Linked DNA regions of Sus scrofa: region 1 is linked to region 2. The links are chromatin contacts, called in public Hi-C maps. All regions are on one chromosome and are shown on one strand. The core of a region is the stretch at or near the end of the contact, and the rest is flanking DNA. Distances in the headings are between cores, read along the strand shown. Region 1 holds the start of ZNF79 (zinc finger protein 79). Region 2 holds the start of ZBTB43 (zinc finger and BTB domain-containing protein 43).

Evidence for each region. A called contact is a pair of places that touch in the nucleus more often than the background predicts.
Region 1: a contact with region 2 is called in a Hi-C map of liver, with 3 times the contacts expected there. The contact joins the promoter of ZNF79 here to the promoter of ZBTB43 in region 2. A contact is called at or near these places in 3 of 47 Hi-C or Micro-C datasets (epiblast stem cells, heart right ventricle and liver).

The regions. Positions count from the first base shown.
Region 1 is chr1:267,940,606-267,943,305 of Sscrofa11.1, reverse strand. It overlaps ZNF79 (zinc finger protein 79), which reads right to left and starts at 1,353. Exons shown (of 5, transcript XM_003480610.4): 1 at 898-1,353. The coding sequence starts at 910.
Region 2 is chr1:267,390,196-267,392,895 of Sscrofa11.1, reverse strand. ZBTB43 (zinc finger and BTB domain-containing protein 43) reads right to left here and starts at 1,321. Exons shown (of 2, transcript XM_021068980.1): 1 at 1,177-1,321.

The DNA of each region.
Region 1 (2,700 bases), core at 104-2,603, 550 kb before region 2:
AAAAAAATAGCAGAGGTAAAGCAGTCCTCAGAAATAGCTCAAAAAAAGTAAAGAGGTCCAAATACTGGTTTTAGTACAGACTTCATGTTACTGAGTTGTGTCTATCTGTACCTATCCACTGTGCTTATCTCCCTCTTTGGTAGTACGGGGAGACAGGTAACCCTCCTGCTTGTGTTCCCAGGTCTCTCAGGAAAGACAGCGTGAAATACTGGGTGTGAAATTGCACTGGAATGACAGAACAATTCAGGGACCCTTTGGTCTAGGGGAAGACGGCATTGCCTCAGTGGTTAAATTACATACACAACAGTTCTGTTCAGTAAAGCGTTCAAGGTGCTTTCAAAAATGTTATTTTATTTGATGCTTACAGTTCTTAGAGGTGAAGGAGGTAGTTAATGTTATTTTACCTTTTTCCTCCATGAAGAAACACAGGTCAAGAGACCCAGCTGATACCTTACAGCTTAAACAGGAATCCCAGCCTTCTGATTCTAAATACAGAGTATCCTCCACGGTTTCACAATCCAAATGGGTTGAACCCACCCTCAGTATCAGGTGAAGCCAATAGGCTCCCATTCCGAGCATCCCTGGCTACTTCAAGAGGGATGGAAATTCAGAAGCAATAGAGAGGCCCTGGGTACGTCCCATTGTCCTTCCTAGAGTCTATTTCTCTCTACTTTGCGATGCCATGGGTCCATCAACAGATCGGAGTAAAGGACAGGATACTCAGAGATGATCCAAGGCTGAGCTCCTCAAACTTTTTCGACCCTGGAATTCTTTATTCAAAAAAGGATCGTCCCCAACCACCTGTGGAAAGGATAACTACCAAGTTCTGATCCGGGCCACGCAGCTGTGTTAGTGGGCAAGCTGGAAGCCACAAACCGCTCCACCACTCCTTCTCACCTTCCTCCAGCATCTGGGTCCCACCTCGCGCCACCGCCTCCCAGCAGTTCTCTGAGCGTCAGCGTCGCTTCACTGCAGCCCCAACCCCGCTCTGGGCTCTTCTCTCAGGCTTCTCCCCTCACAGGCCAGGTCTGAGCCTGTGATGCTGAGCAAGGTCGGACCTTTCCAGCCGGGTCTCTCACTGTCGACTGGATCTCAAGCACATCACAGCATGAAAAAGCTGCCGCTGGGTACGCGCGAGAGAGTGCCCCCGGCTTCAGCGCGCTCAGAAAACTGCGGTCGCGGGCCTGGCTCTCGCGCCAAAGGGGGCGCGCTTGAATAGCGCCACTTCCGGTCATGCGCATAGGCCTCCCTGCCCCACCGGACTTCATTTCCCAGGAATCTCTGGGTTCCGTTTTTGGCCAAAACGTTTTTTTTTCCTCTCTCGGTTCCCGCACACCATCGTGCACCGTATTTCCCAGAGAGGCTTCCGCCTGTTCTTACTCCCAGACTCTATTTCCCATCATACTTTGGTCCACATGCCTTTCGGGTCCACTGAACCAATGGTCGGGGTCCTCTGAAACAACACGCGAATTAGCCGCGAAGGATCCTGGGAGCGGTGCTTTTAGCGCAGGCGCAGACAGACGCTAGCGCTAGTCGCCTGACTTTCCCTCAGTGATTTGTGGTCCGCGGAGCTGTGGCTTGCTGAGGTTCTCTCCCTTGTTCTTCAGCTCAGGGCTCAAACCCAGCCACCTCCCCACCTCCACGGTCCTCTTGATCCCCGCTGAGAGTTTAGGACGAGTAAAGGAAGTGGGGGCCCCTTGGTGTGAAGCAGTCTTGGAATGCTCAAAGTATAAAAACCTATCAGCAGGAAGGAGCTGTCTTCAGTAATTTCAGGGGCAGAAACACACTTTAATAGTGTTCGATCAGAACTCTTGCGAGAGGAGATAACGAATATTCTGTCTTTGGAGGCTTCTTTCCTGCACCAGGGGATATTTTAGTGGACTTCCTCAGATCATTGATGAAATTGCCCCATAAGCCTGTTGACAGTTCTTCACTAATCAATGTTCTGAAGACCGGTTTAGTTTTTTAGAGGCATTTTGACGTTAAGGAGATAAGAATGTGTTACCTGGGAAGCAGAAATGAGTTTGGGGGCCCTAGGCCTCGTCTTTTTGTACTGCCTCTGTCCTTTTCAGTTAGAGCTGGTAGTGTTTTTGCCAATATAATTGTAGGTTTGTGGGTAGGTCTTCTATGAATCTTAGGGGGATTCACCCCATTAGGCAGGCCGCACCCACAGATCTGTTTGGGATAAGCCCTTCTCTACTTTGGGCTTGTGTAATTTGGGGCTTACAACTTTAGAGGTCAGAAATCTGAGATGGATGTCATTGGGCTAAAATCAAGGTGTGTGCTGGGCTACCTTCCTCCTAGAGGGAGAATCTGTTTCCTTGCTTTTTCCAGCTTCTGGAGGCTTCCTGCATTCCTTAGTTAGAGGCCTCTTCCAGCTGTGTTCTGCCCGCACCCCAGGCCCAGCAGGTGCTAAGCGCATAGTGACCATTAGGAGGTACCAGGGGAGTTTCCCGCCTTAGTCTTGTGAACCCACCCATTGCCACTGGGAGGCAGCAGAGAGATTCATGCTTCAGCTGATGCAATTCTCCCTCATGGACACTAGGTGGCGTTAGGAAATGCCTTGCCTCAAGTTCTCAGAAGCCAGGATTCTCCTGGACGTTAGCTGTTCTTGGGAGTGGAAGATAGGGTGGATGTCGGCCGGCAGGGCACATTTTTATCCTCGGCTGGGTAAAGCACAGTTTCTGCTGCACCGGTCCT
Region 2 (2,700 bases), core at 72-2,571:
TGTACACAGTGGCACAATCTCTGAACTAAGCATGTATGCTCTCCCAGAAATCCGGCTACTGTTCCACGAATCCTTCTAAGGGGCAGAGGATCTCAGATAGACCTTTCCTTTGCCTGTAGACAGGTATGGTTAAGCAGCTGTAAATCCAAGAGCAGGCTCCTTAGAACCCTGGAGGCCATGTGGATGGAGAAAAGGGAAGTAGGGAGCTGTGCAGGCCTGAAAAACCATGGGAAAGAAAAGGTAAGGATTCATCAAGCTACTATGGCCCTGAGATGGACTTCTCTCTGTTCTCCAGGAACTCCTGCACCCTGACACTTAGGTTGGGTGACACCTGTCAGAACTGAGGCCAGACCGCAGTCTAGTCGCTAAGAATGTCACCAAGTGCAGGAAGCTTCACAGGGTCATGAGTCACCTTCCATGGCTCAGAGGTCCGGGCAGGCCTGCCCCGCCCAGAGAAACCCAGTTAGGAGAGGCAGAAACAGAGAAACACACCACTGGCAGAGAGAGAGAAACATACAGCCAAAGAGCTGTACTGACAGGCCATGAATAAAAGAGAATAAGGACTAAAAGGGAAACACAGGATCAAAAGTTACAGAAGCAAAGTGTAAGCAGAAATAACGACAGGACCCATATACTCAGAGATGAGTTCCAGAGAAACAAAGTGGGGAAAAATACAAACTTGACAATGCCACAAAGTTGAAAGGCAAAAAGGGCAGGTGACAACAGGTGACACAGACAGCAAGAGCGGTGAAACAGACGTAAACAGAGACCGATTACAGCGCGGTCTGGACGTAGCCTTTCTCCCTGCCTTGATTCGAACCCGAAGCCGCCAAGCCTCGCCCACCCCGCGCCCCCAAAAGGCTGGCAGACAGACGGGGGGCAGGATCTCTAAGCGCCCTGGTCCGCCGAAGTCCGCTGCCGCGGGGTGACCTTGGGCAAGACGCTGCCTCGGGGGCCCTGGTGTCGCTGTACACGAAGTAGGCTGGCCGGATACAGCAGGAGTCGGACCCAGGTCGCCGGGACTCCAACGGCCCGCGCGCGGCTTAAACATCCCGGTGGGTGTAATGGGCCTGGCGGTGCCAGCGGTGCGCGCGCCGGGAACTGCAGAGAAGCCCTCAAACCTCTCCGGTTTCCTTTCCTGCCCTCATGCTACTCGTTGTCCCGACTCTGACATACCTGCCAAGGACTTGGCGCTCACATAGCCTGCAAGTAGGATACTTTCCGCCGCCGGCGCCAGGCCCGTTCAAGCCGTCGCAGCCGCGACCGCCCCAGTCTGCACCTCCCGCCCCCGGAAACGCTTGTCGGTCCCGCCCCCGAAACTGCCAGTGCTTCCGGAGGCGCATGCGGGACTCGCGTTCGGGGCGGGGCGTATGGAGCTTGCCCCGAGAGAGCTAGCGCCTGCGCAGTAGAGCCTGGACAGGTCGATCCGCAGGAGAGTTTCTGGGACAACTGCGGAATGTTCGGAGTCCTGAACACTTCGACCTATCAGCTTGTGTGGGAGGGACTGTGTCAAATCTTTTCGTCCCTCCACAGAGCCTTTATCTCGTGGTGGATGCTCAGTAAATGTTCAGTGAAAGGACCAAGTACCCTCTGTGTGGCAAATGTTGTGCCAGGCACCCCTAGGAAAAGCTTCATTTTGTTCAGATACCTGAGGAGATCTTTCGATCCTAGGGGAAGTAGACCTTCCTCCCAATTGGAGGGGATGGCTCATAATTAATCCAGACTATTCGTGGTAAACTCATTTTCATTAGCCAGTAGTTGGACTAGGCATAGGCATATGGCCAATATCTGGCCCATAATATTTATTATAGAAGTCATGGAGTGGGGCTTCTGGAAAATTTTTTGTTTATTTTGTTTTTGTTTTTACAAAGTCCAGTAGGACTTCTAGTTGAGTGTGCTCCTTAAGTGCTTTGCCACTTTTATTTTCTTCTGGTCTCTAAGCAGACATAAAGTTTGGAAGTTCAGTCGCTATCATATGCCTGTGATATACAAGCAATTCTAAGGCTAGCAAAGCAGAAAGATTGAGAGCGCCTGTGTCTCATACGACGTTAAGCTATAGTCTCAGCTTTAGACTGCTTCCCCCTGAATGTTTTTGGCATGAGCCTAATAAACTTCTTACTTGGGCTTTGTTTCTAGTAATATTATCAACTACATATCTCCAAATATAACAGCAACAAAATATATAAAATTGCTAGGAGAAATACTGAAAATATCCTTTGAAATATATGGATAAGCTTGTGAGAAAGTCAGGAGAACCATCTGAGGGCAGAAAGGAAGCAGAAACACAAGCCTAGGAAGTTAGAATTAATGCACAGGTACTGTCTGTCACCACTGACAAATATTTTGAAAATCATCTCTGGAGGTACGTAAACAATAATGGTGCTACAACTATGGGGGCATCTACCTGGGTCCAGGCAGAACAAGAGCCAAATTGGGACCTTTCTTGGGTCAGGTTGGGACCAAAGAAGGCATTATCTTCAAGCGAAGGATAAGCTAGAGGAAAAAAAAAAAATCTGCCCTGCCTAGGTAGGCAGCAAAGAAAATTGATTCTACCAGACGTTCTGTTGTGGCGCAGCAGAAATTAATCTGACTAGTATCCATGAGGATGCAGTTTTGATCCCTGGCCTCAATCAGTGGGCAGGGGATCTGGCATTACCATGAGCTGTGGTGTAGGTTGCAGACGTGGCTTGGATCCTGCAT